Regions from separate parts of the Mus musculus genome. Here region 1 is linked to region 2. The links are chromatin contacts, called in public HiChIP or PLAC-seq maps. All regions are on one chromosome and are shown on one strand. Each heading gives the region's core, a stretch centred on a gene start, on an enhancer-like site or on the middle of the called end of the contact. The rest is flanking DNA. Distances are from core to core; before and after follow the strand shown. Region 1 has its middle 41 kb from the start of Rpap3. Region 2 has its middle 25 kb from the start of Gm33149.

Evidence for each region. HiChIP or PLAC-seq counts read pairs in DNA pulled down with a chosen protein or histone mark.
Region 1: a CTCF HiChIP or PLAC-seq map of the NIH/3T3 cell line shows a contact between it and region 2, with 5 read pairs. The contact joins two enhancer-like sites. A contact is called at or near these places in 1 of 15 datasets of contacts at CTCF or cohesin (the NIH/3T3 cell line), 2 of 484 Hi-C or Micro-C datasets (embryonic fibroblasts and embryonic stem cells) and 3 of 115 datasets of contacts at active chromatin or transcription factors (T-cell acute lymphoblastic leukemia, embryonic basal ganglia and embryonic stem cells).

The regions. Positions count from the first base shown.
Region 1 is chr15:97,662,121-97,668,503 of GRCm38.p6, forward strand. No RefSeq gene overlaps it. Among named protein-coding and RNA genes, the nearest start is that of Rpap3, 41 kb to the right of the region's middle. Within about 2 kb of position 1,756, at least 173 of the 459 cell types and tissues checked have an H3K27ac peak or open chromatin away from gene starts, as enhancers often do. A contact at or near this core is called in the NIH/3T3 cell line, where this site is marked.
Region 2 is chr15:97,134,066-97,140,267 of GRCm38.p6, forward strand. No RefSeq gene overlaps it. Among named protein-coding and RNA genes, the nearest start is that of Gm33149, 25 kb to the right of the region's middle. Within about 2 kb of position 4,451, at least 11 of the 459 cell types and tissues checked have an H3K27ac peak or open chromatin away from gene starts, as enhancers often do. A contact at or near this core is called in the NIH/3T3 cell line, where this site is marked.

The DNA.
Region 1 (6,383 bases), core at 506-3,005, 530 kb after region 2:
AGATCACGTAGGGGCTTAGTAGACTGTGAATAGGAAGCCTATTTCGGGACTGGCATAGTTAAGAGTACTCACTACCCTTGCAGAGAAACCCAAGTTGGGTTTCCAGCACCCACTGAATGACTCATGATCATTCATAACTCCAGTTCTAGGGGAGCACATATCCTCTTCTGGCCACATGGTGCACAGACATACATACACACATACATACACACATACATACACACACATACATGCATGCATACACATACATACATGCATGCATGCATGCACACATACATGCATACATACACACATACATATACACGCATACACACATATATACATACATACATACACACATGCATACATACATGCATACACACATACATATACACGCATACACACATATATACATACATGCATACACACATGCATACATACATGCATACACACATACATATACACGCATACACACATACATACACACACATGCATGCATGCATACACACATACATATACACGCACACACACATATATACATACATGCATACACACATACATACATGCATACACACATACATATACACGCATACACACATATATACATACATGCATACACACATGCATACATACATGCATACACACATACATATACACGCATACACACATACATACACACACATGCATGCATGCATACACACATACATATACACGCATACACACATACATACACACACATGCATGCATACACACATACATATACACACATACACACATACATATACATGCATACGCACATACATACATGCATGCATACACACATATATACATGCATACACACATACATACATACACACATACATACACACATACACACATACACACATGCATACATGCATATATACATACACATACATACATACATACATAGAGGCAAAACTCTCATATACAAAAATTTTAATTAATATTTAAAATTTTTTAAAAAGATGTTATATTTTATTAAAAGTGCAATGACATACCACTTACAGATTCTTTTATTTTCTCTTTTTTGCTATGTATTTTTTGAAAGGGTTTCTCTGTGTAATCCTGGCTGTTCTGGAACTCCCTCTAGACCAGGCTAGCCTCGCACTCAGAGATCTGCCTGCCTCTGCCTCCTGAGTGCTGGGACTAAAAAGGCCCTGTGCCACCACACGCACCTAACTTTCCAACTCTTAATCCAGCAGTGGCAAGAACTGACTTGTGCTTTTAGAAGTTTGGTGGCTGACGTGGGTAAAAAGATGCTTGCCATGAAGATAAACTGAGTTCTTTCTGTCCCTAGATGTGGGGCACCAACTCCATGGAGTTATCCTATAACCACACCTGTCATTCTCTCTCTCTCTCTCTCTCTCTCTCTCTCTCTCTCTCTCTCTCTCTCACGTATACATTAATAATAAACATTTTTACTTTTACCTTTGCGATAGAGAACGGCTTATAGGGACTAGAAGCAAAGAGAACAAATAGCAGACTAGGGAGATGTTGACTGTAGACTTTACCTCGTTGGTACAGCAAAGGGCTGGGAACTAAGTGAGCTTCAGAGAGGGAACTATGAGGACTTGGGAGAGGGGTGGCCTGGGGGCTATTGCACCAAGGACGGGGATGACTATCTCTAGATCTCTACCCATTCAGGCTGAAAACCACAGGTGGGGAAGTCCTGGAAGATTCAGTGTCTGGTGAGAGCCTGTTTCCTCACATGGTGCCTTCTTACTGCCCCCTTGTGGTACAGAAGGAGCAAGGCAGCTCTCAAGGGCTCCGTCTTTCTGTATTTTCGCCTTCCTAGTTGCTGTGATGCTACCCGGCAGAAGCAATTTAGAGAAGGAAGGATTTCTCTCGCGAGGACACTGCCCACTGTGGCAGCGTTCACAGCCTGGCAGCGGGAGCCTCGGGCAGATGCGTGCTCCATGGCGTCAGCCAGGAACAGCTGGCTGATAACCCTCAAGACCTTTCGCCTGTCAGCTAGGTGCAGCGTCCAGATTACACAGCCTCCCGAAACAGCGCCACCAGATGGAGACCAAATGTCCCGAAACACGAGCTTGCAGGAGATGTTTCACATTCAAACTGTAACATTTCCCAGAGCCAGCCTTCGAGACTCCACAGAATCGTGTAGAAGGGACCCAAACAATAATCTGTTAAAGATAGATTACCATGCACTAAATCTCACCCAGAAGCTTCTGCCCCTTGCTGCCCCCTTGTGGGCACAGGGATGTTGGGCAAGGAGGTCTTAATCTCACACCAGAAATTTCCGGGTGAGATTAAGAATTAAGTACAGAAGATATTTTTAAAATGATTAAAAGCCAGTGCAGTTTTGCATATTTCCACTGCTAATTACAACTGAAAGGACGTCGTGTACAGATCATTCTAAAAGACAATTCTAAACGCCTGGTGCAATGGCTTACACCTTTAGTTCCAGTACTCGGGAGGCAGAGGCAGGCAGATCACTTAGTTGGAGGCCAACCTGGTCTACAGAAGGAGTTCCAGAATAGCCTCGGCTACATAATGAGACCCTGTCTCAAAAGAAGGAGGAGGAGCAGGAGGAAGAAGAGGAAGAAGAGGGGGACAAGGATGAGTGGGAGGAAAAAAGCTGCTAGTAAAGTAGAGAAAAGAAGAAAGACTGTAGCTGGGCAGTGGTGGCACACGCCTTTAATCCCAGCACTTGGGAGGCAGAGGCAGGCAGATTTCTGAGTTCAAGGCCAGCCTGGTCTACACAGCCAGGCCTATTCAGAGAAACCCTGTCTCAAAAAAACAAAACAAACAACAACAACAACAAAAAACCAAAAAAACAAACCAAACAAACAAAAGCAGACAGACTGTCCGGGGACCTTGGGATATGAGGAATACAGTGTGAATTCCCCGAGCTTAGTGTTTTTCTCACATACCAAACAGCTACAAAGGCCGCCAGCAAACTAGAAACACCAATTGTGTGCATTGCAAGAAAGCTCCTAGGATCACCCATAGGGGACCAGCAAGAGCTTTTTCTCATTAGCCACCGCGGTGCAAAGGGTGGCGCTGACATTTTTCCCCCCAGCATTGAAAAGGAAGGCTGTCAGTCAAGAACTCTGGATCCAGTCAAAACATAATTCTTTCGACGCAGTTTTGGTTTTGTGAGCGTTGTGGTTTTAAGCAGTGGTGTCTTTTTAAGTTTCTATTTTGGTGCCCAACCATCGAGTACCATGTTGTGTTCATTAGATCCCTTTTATGAATGTATATGACCCCATTACTATAACTCACTTTTTCTAACGTTTTAATGTAGGGTAATGTCAATGGACAGTCGTGTGATGAAGTTCACAATGTACCACCTATGTACTTAAGAGTTTATGGGGTAAACCAACCAGCTTGAAACGTCACGATGGGCTTAAATGAAAAGCACAGCGCCACCTCCTGGCCAGAAGCTAACAGTGCAGCTGTTTAAAGGGCGCAGTTCTGGATTTACTCAAATCATCACCAGATCTATGAAGTGTAATTTAATTAACGAAATTAAGACTCTTTGGTTTCATAATAGCACATGTAAAGGAGAGTGTAATTAAATCCCAGTGTCTATCACTATAGTATGAAAACCTTAGTCCTGAGTTTGGGTCGTTGTCAATTAGTTTCATTGACCTGTAACAAATTCTCTGATTAACAGTTAGTGTGCTGAAAAGTTAATTCGTGATAGCTTTCTCCTGGTGCCTCGACGTGCAGTGACAAATCACGCTCTGAGAGACGATGTGGAATACATGGGTTCCACGCATGTATTGTACAGGTGGAGCTGACTTGGCCATGTCCGCTTTGAGCCTTGGGACTGAGGTGTTAGGGTTATTATCCGGGGTTTTGAGGTTGAAACGTGATAGAGTGTGTACGTAAGGGCAAAATAAAATTTCCCGTACGCACTGCCTCGAAAAAGAAAAAAGAAACAAAACAAAACCCGAAACTCGGTTGGCGCACGTCAGACCCACTTCCTGCCTTCTTTCTCTTTCAGGGCTTTGTCTTTTCAAGATTCTCCCATTGTTAAGGACGTGGAATTTCCTCGGCCTCAGCCTCCCAAGTGCTGGGATTAAAGGCTTGTGCCATCACTGCCCTCCAGCATATTAACAGCCCGACAGTCACCAGAGACATTTAGCCACTGTCCAACCGCACCACCTTCAGCGCCGTTAAAAAGGAGCCTTTTCACCGGCTCCTTCCCACCTGTATTTTCAGGATATTTCTTCCTTTTCAAAGTCCACTATGATGTTTATTTTAAACCGGGGGTTGGGGTGGAGGTATGTACTGAAATATATTGGGGGTTTGCTTCTTCAAAACACCCTCCAAGTCTCTGGAAAGACCTGATACACATCTACTTTGGGGTGGGCAGACAGCGTGCCAGCCTAGCCACGACTGGACACTGGTCGTGAGCCTCGAGCTGTGCGCCTGTCTGGGCAAGGCACCAGGAACTCAGCTTCTCTGTCTGACCTGCCTATGGCCCAAGGGCAGGGTGAGTCCCACAGCCCTCTCTGTGTGCTGGCTTTTTAGCTGTACCGCCATCATGGCTGGCACGGATGTTAGCTGTACCACCATCGTGATGGATGTACACGGATGCAGCCTCTGTGAGATGCCTCTTGTGTAAATGAGAGAACGAGCTGTTTCTGTCACAGCCCCCAATGTCCACCCCCACCCCACCCTACCCGGGACTCACTTTGTCCTTTTTCTGAATAACACATTCAAAAGTCATATCCTAATTTTTACTATTTATATCTGATACTAATCTTGTTTGTCAACTTGACTGTACCTAGAATCAGCCAAAACCCAGGCTACCGGCATTCTTGTGAGGAATTTTCTTCTTTTTTTTTTTTTAATATTTATTTATTTATTTATTTATTTATTTATTTATTTATTTATATGTAAGTACACTGTAGCTGCCTTCAGACACTCCAGAAGAGGGAGTCAGATCTCATTACAGATGGTTGTGAGCCACCATGTGGTTGCTGGGACTTGAACTCAGGATCTTAGGAAGAGCAGTCAGCGCTCTTAACTGCTGAGCCATCTCTCCAGCCCATGAGGAATTTTCTTAATCAGATTATTTGAAGCAGAAAGGCCCACCCTGAATCTGAGCTACAATTCTGGTGGCAGCCTGCATAAAGGACACAGAAGAAGGAAACTTTGCTCTCCTGGGCAAGCTCATCTATCTTGTTGCTGCTGGCATTCAATCCAACTTCTTTAGGTTCTCAACACAGACTGAAAGCCAGCAGCTCTTCAGATCCTCCAGGACTCCAATATACATATATGTATATACATGCATGTGCGTGCACATGCACACGCACACACGCGCACATGTGTGTGTGTGTGTGTATTCATTCTGACTAATGCAACACACTAAAGACTTACAAATTCAGCAGTCCATCTTACTAAGAAATTAAATTCACTTTCATGGTTGCTAACAAATGTGGACAAAATGTGCTGCTATTTTCTGAATGGCCAGCAGGTGGCAGTAATGCCAACAGAACGCCAACAGCCAGCCTGGGAAACTCTAGCTGTTGTGTCTTTGTGTTCTCAAGGTCAGCTTTTGTCACCGAGTGAAACAGAAGAAAGAACATAGACGTCTAAATCGTGGTAGCCTCTGCATGACCCCCAGGACAACCTGTTCTCCTCTTATTTTCTGAGTTTAAACATTATATGCAAAGCTCCGGGTCCAGTGACTAACACACGGTTGGAGCAATAACACGTTATGATTAAGTCCATTTGAAGTGGTGTGACCCACAAAAGAGAGCTCTACCGAGAAACAGAAATGCAAATCGTGTTCTTTCTCACTCAGTGTTCAAAACACGTTTGAGAGGAGTGGCTCTCTGAACATGATCTTATACAAGAGAATTGAACTAATACTCCTTAACAATGAGAAAAGGTCTTTAATGTTCAGGCAAGGGCTTTGTGCACGTTCAAAGGCTCTCCGTCTGGAGACCCCATTCCACGGCATTTGGATTCCTTCATTGTTCTCTTGTTTCGTGAATATCTAACTAAGCACTGCCCTGTGGAAGCCACTTTCTGCATAACCTCATAACCACACAGAGAGCAGATTCTTCCTAGTCCCCACTCGCCTTTGCTCAGGTTTGCTTTAAAAATAATAAACAATTAAGCGGCTTAGAAGCAAGCATTCTGTTCTGGGGGCTGAAAAGAAAAGATCGTGATACTGTAGACGCGGTGCTTGGGGAAGGTCCATCTGGTCACTGATACTACCATGGGCCCCGTGATTGGTGAAGGTCCCTCTGGTCATAGATGCTGTGACCCCGTGCCTGGTGAAGGTCCTATTGGTCACTAATGCTCCAATCTGGTGCCTGGTGAGGGTCCTGTTGTGTCTGGCCAGTAGATCACAACCTGGGTTCTAGCCTGGAAAGGCATTTTGGAAACCTGGAAGAGAAGAG
Region 2 (6,202 bases), core at 3,201-5,700:
TTTAGTTGTTTTGTCGGAATGTGGTAGTTTATTCTTCTCTTTGGCTATCCTTGTGGAAGGGGGTGAGCACTAGAGGTGTTTATCTTATTGACACGACTCTGCTAAGGACTCTTAAATGTCACCCATAAGAAAATGAATGGGTGCTGGGATTTGAACCAGGGTCCTCTGCAGCCCTGACCAACCCCAATACCCAATTCTAGAGGTGAGAGCAGCAGGTCTCACCTATTGCTGGGGCCCTGAAACGCCATGAACTATGGAGATGGTTTGGTAGCTTCCAACAAAACTAAACACACCACCACGTTACAGTAACCAGGCTTTTACATGTACTCAAATGACCCGGGAACATATGCCCACCCACAGATGCTGATAGCAGCTTTATATCTGATCCAGAACTTGGAAGGAACCAAGCATCCTTCAGGTCAGTGGGAGAGTAGATTGTGGCCCATCCAGACAAGGGCTTGTACTCGGCAGTGAGGAAAATGAACCGTCTTGACAAGGAAGCAAGTGGGGGAAACTTAGAGGTTCTTTGACGAGGGAAACAACCAATCACATAACAAGAAACACTGTAAGACCCCCCCCCCCACCAGTGGCAGGACCAAGTTACAGAGAAGGCAGAACATTCAGTAGTGGAGAGGTTGGAGGGAGTGGGTGGGGAGTGAGTGGAGACATATAGGACAGTGGTGGTACTCTGTACGCAGCATAGGAGAAAACACCGCTTTAGCTCTAGTTCCAAACTCCCAGAACGTACAGTTCCAGGTGAAGACCAAGGTAAACTACGGACGTGTGAAGCTGATTAACTAGTCATGTTGAGCACCAGCAGCAGGCAGAAACTCTGTGTGGATGGTTGTAGTTTGGAGATGTCCAGAGGACACATGGGCTTCTCTCTGCACTTTTCTCTCAATTTTGCTCTTGACCTAAGGCTGCTCTTAAAAAGGGAAATCTGTTAAAAGAGAACCCCTTTCTGAAAGTTGTTCTCTGACCTCCCCCCCCCCATGAGTCCCCTCCCCCACCCCCATGCACAAGTAAATAAGTGTGATTTCAAAATGTTGAGCTGTCGGGGGCTTGAGATGTAAATTTCACATAATAAAATACAAATTCTCATATCTGACTTCAAGCACTTATTTTCTTCAGAAATGCTCTACTGGCTGCCAGCTTTGCCTGAGACTCCAGTGAAGAAGAAAAAATAATAAAAATGAGTCAGGTTTCTGCTTCACATTTCAATGAGTGTAAATGTGGGCAGTGTCTCCAGTCTCTTAATTGCTAAGTGATTAGTCGGGTTTTTAAGTTACTTGCCTACTTGCCTATCTTCTTTACATTTTAAATAAGGCCTGACCTTAAACTGTTGCCACTGAGCAAATTCGGCTTGCTTTTACAGATGCGGGAACCTAATGAACAAGGTTAGTGCTGCCACCTACTGTTGGAGGAGGAAGTAAATTGCGTTTCCCACGCAGTCAATTTGGAAAGACGCGGGGCAGCCAAATTGCTGGCCTGATCTCGGGCGGGGAAAGCCTGTACTATTATCTGGAAAAGAAGGGCAAGGTGATCAATGAAACTTTTGAGATAGACGTGGAAGATTCTGGAAACAAAGAATAAGTGTCAAGAGATCTGTCCAACTTCTCGGCCAGGAGATTTCCTGGGGCTCTGATGTCTTTAGCAAGCCCTAGTTCCATTTCTCTTGTATTGCTTCTGTCTGTGGCACATTACAGGACAGTGTAGGGCTTCAGAACTGTCCCTGGGGGACGGGTGGGAGTGTAGAAAGCTTCCTTGGCCTTCGTCTTCCCTACCCCTGCCTAGATTCTAAACTGGCTATCTTTCAGCCATCGGAATCTCATTTTTCCTCTTCCAGATACTTTCCACCACAACCTGGGTCACAGCGGGTGCATTATGTCACACTGCCTATTTTAAAGGCTGTGTATCATGTGATATCTCACAGTTCATCACCTTACAGCTATTCAGGTGTCCCATGAAGAGCTGTCACCTAGGCTGCTGGGAAGTGACCCAGAATGCAGCCTAGCAACCAAATGGAAACACGCACAGCCTAGTTCAAATTGTTAGGCAGGACTTTCTATAAAACTCAAAATAACATCAGCATCGGACAATATTTGTCCTTATCAACTCAAAGGAGGTTTGGGCAGGTCTGGGAGGGTAAGACTAAAAAATTCAGGAAGTTTGATATACATAGTCACACACACACACACACACACACACACACACACACACACACACTATCTCCAACAGCACTTGTAACAGGACTTGCTTTGGGACTGCCAGCTTCCAAATAATGACACAGAGACATATATTTATTTATGAATGCCTAGGCCTGAAGTTAGGTTTGTTTCCAGCTGGCTCGGAGCTCAACTATTCCGTTTATGCTAATCTAAGTCTCACCATGTAACTGGTTAGCTACCTCTCCTTCCTTCCAGGCCTGCAGCTTCTTCTCCATCTTCTTGATGAATCCTCCCGGGCCTGACTCTCTCCCAGAGTTCCCCTCTCTTCCAGGAAGTCCCACCTTCTATTTCCTGTTTTTGTTACAGGCCGTCAGCTTTTTGATAAACCAGTCAGAAGGTGAGAGAGGGTGGGTTTACAAAATATGATGCAGCCATATTAATAACGACACCAAAGTCAGCTTGTACTTGGCCCTCTGCCAACAGAGAGATCAGCATTTGAATAATACAAAGACGGTGTTTACACGGTGCACAATATTATCCCAACAGTGAGTTCTCCCAACAACTCCAGTAATGGCTCTAGTTAGACAGTCGTCTTCTTCCTTGACCACTGGACCATCCTGTGATGGGTTACACATCTGCAAACAATATACGTATTTCTAAGAACTGTGTGGGATTGTGTCTTCTTCCAAAATAAAGAACTCCCCTGTGCTAGTTAATGACTCTAATCTTAGAACTTGGGAGACTGAGGCAGGGGGATGACCATGATTTCAAGGCCAATGTTGGCAACATAATGAGGTCTTGGCCAGCCTTGGCTATAGAAGGAGACCTTATCTCAAAAGAGGAGGCAGGAATATGAGGAAAGAGAAGTAGAGGAAAAAAGAAAGAGACTCAAAGTTGGCCACAGATTTAAATATAAATGTAAAGCATGAAAAAAATCACATTCTTTACCCTCATTTTCAAATCAACTTAGGCAGATTAGTTCATCACTTTTCTCTAACGTTCTGGATTTTTCTAGGTAATCCGAGTATGCAAAGTGCGAGTCATTCTTGAACAGAAGGTTATAGGAGCTGAACGGGCATCTCTTTCACAGGACCATTCGATGGTCACTGGAATAGAAAGCTTTACCTATGTGATGCAGAGGTTGCTGGGCTCCTACTACTGTGTTGAAGCTGTGTGAAGACAGGCTTACAAACGGATCCAGGCATCACGTGCCAGAACTCAAATCCCTGCTGTAACAGTCACTTGTACATCCCTGGTGTGATTGTCATCTTAGAGGCTGGCTGATGAGTAAGCTTGCCCTTTCTGAACTCTGGCTGGCTGGTTCAACTCAACTGCTCTGGCTCAAACTCCCCTCCAAGATGACTGATTCAATCTGGCTTCTCTTGGCTTCTCACTAAATTGCTCTGCTTGGCCTCAAACTAACTCTGGCAATCTGTTCTAATCTTCTGGATCCTTCTCTGGCTCCTTCTGTCTTCATCTGGAACCTGTCTCTGTAAAACTGTCCCCGTAAAAACTGCCTCTCTCCCCCTCTTTTCCATGCTCCCCTCTTGAGCTAGCTCTTTCCTGTCTGTTCTCACGAGAAATGGGCATATCCCTTCTCTGACTCTGCCAAGTCCTTCTCTGATCCATCACTTTGTCTGCCCCTCGATTAGAAATCACTTTCAAACATGGCTGCTTCCTTCTATAAACTAACCTTACCTTAATGGTGTGTAGTAAAGGCATGTCTATATTCCAGCCAGGGGGATGAAAGGCATGTGACATTAAATTCCAATAGATCACACAGACCTAGGTCTTTGGATGTGATTAGAGCAGCCATGTTCCTGGATTAAAATTCCTCTACATCCTGTCCCACCAGTGTTGGACCTGTGTCTTTCTATTGTTTATTTCACCCCTAGTAATCTCTGTTTCCTCAACAGATAAGCTGCACTTGCTAGTACTACTGATGAGACTGTCTTAGTCAATGTTCTTTTGCTGGGAAGAGACACCATGACCAAGGCAACTCTTACAAAAGGAAGTATTGAATTGGGGTCTGGCTTACAGTTTCAGAGAGATTAGTTCATTATCATCATGGCAGGAAGCATTGTGGCACACATGGAGCTGAAGCAGTAGCCGAGAGTCACACTCTGTTTCACAAGCACACACTCACACAGAGGGAAGCAGGGAGAGAGAGAGAGAGAGAGAGACAGAACCTGGCATGGTTTTTGAAACCCCAAGGCACACCCACAATACCACACTTCCTCCAACAAAGCCATACCTTCTAATCCTATGGAAGAGTGCCACTCCCTGGTGACTAAGCATGCAAGTATATGAGCCATTCTTATCCAAACCACCGCAAATACTAGCCCTATTCTTGGCACTTCCCAAGTTCTCAGTTACCATGAGCTGCAGTTATTAGGTAGAATAAGTTACTCAGCAGATTCTGACTGCCGTGAAACAGCAGCGTCAGTCATTGACTTGCCTTGCTCATTTAGCTGGTATCGATTAGGAAGCGCTGAATTTAGAAGATGCCTGATTGACTAACAGGATCTCATTATCAATAATGGAGATACTAGGGTTATTAACATTCCTCAAATTAAATAGGAAAGTCCCTCCTGGAATTCTCTTCTCCTTTTCTTTCTCTTTTCCTTCTCCTCCCCTCCTTTTTTCCTGTCTCCTCCTTCCTCCTGCCTGACGTTTTGTTGGTTGGTTGGTTTTGTTTGTTTGTTTGTTTGTGTTGGGATTGAGCCCACGGTCTTCTGTGTAAAGACGAGTTTCTTTCGCTGAGTTACAATACCCCATGCCTTGACTTTTCTATGTGGATGCTGTGTCGTCTGTGAATGGACTTTTGTCCTTCTCAGTACCTTAGCCTTTGACTGATTTGCTGTCCCAGCGAGTTAACTAAAACTCCCGTAAGATGCTGAGAAGGAGTGTTATTTAAGAAGTCCTTTCCTTGCTCCTGATCCATGTGGAAAGCTTCTAGTTTTTCACTGTTGATCAGGATGTTAGCAGCGGTGTTTGTTTTTAATTTTAAACGATGTTTCTTATTCTCTGAGAATTTCTTACAGTGTCTTTAACATATCCACTCCCTTCCCCCAGCTCCTCCCATAACAAAGGTTCCACCAAATCTGACACATGGCCCTTTTGTGTTCAAGACTCTTGTACGTGCATACAATGTGACTTTGCTCAAGTCCACCCCACTTTGCTCCACTCTGACTTCTCCCACACCCCCTCCCCACACCCACCCCACCCCCACTTGCTCACAAGGTCATGGGATCTTTTCTCCTCCACGGGCCAGCATTTTAGTAGGTATATTCAGAACACTGACACACGAGTCACTCAGTATTTACTGAGTTCATTATTGGTTTCTGCGTACTTTGTTCCTATTTTATTTTAGCTTTTACTTGACTTCATTTATTGTGAATTTAAAATGCTTTTTTATTGTCATTGTTGCCTTTTATTTTTAAACAGAGCTCAAAGCCACAGAGAACTTGCAAGATAGATGGTACTAGCCAGAACCTGTTGCAATCCCCCCGAGGGCTGGAATTCCCAGTGCACATTCCTGGTGTTGTGTTTTAACTGAGCATTTTATATACATGTATTTTCTTTCTTTTCTTAGCATATCATTTTACACACACCCCATCCCTACACCTTTTAAATGTGTGCACTGGAACACACAAGGATCAAGCCATAAGTCCATTTTCAAGTGAGACTGTACCAAGTCATGATATTTGATGACTATCTCGGTTAGGGTATCTGTTGCTGTGAAGAGACACCGTGACCAAGGCAATTCTTATAAGGACATTTCATTGGGGCTGACTTACAGGTTCTGAGATTCAGTCCATTATCATCAATGCAGGGAGCACAGTAGCATCCAGGTAGGCATGGTGCTGGTGGAGCAGAGAGTTCTACGTCTTGATCAGAAGGCAGCCAGGAGGAGACTCTAGATCACACCAGCCAGACTTAAGCATATATTTGAGACCTCAAAGACCCACCTCCACAGTGACACACTTCCTCTAACAAGGCCACACTTCCTCTAACAAGGCCACACCTTCTAA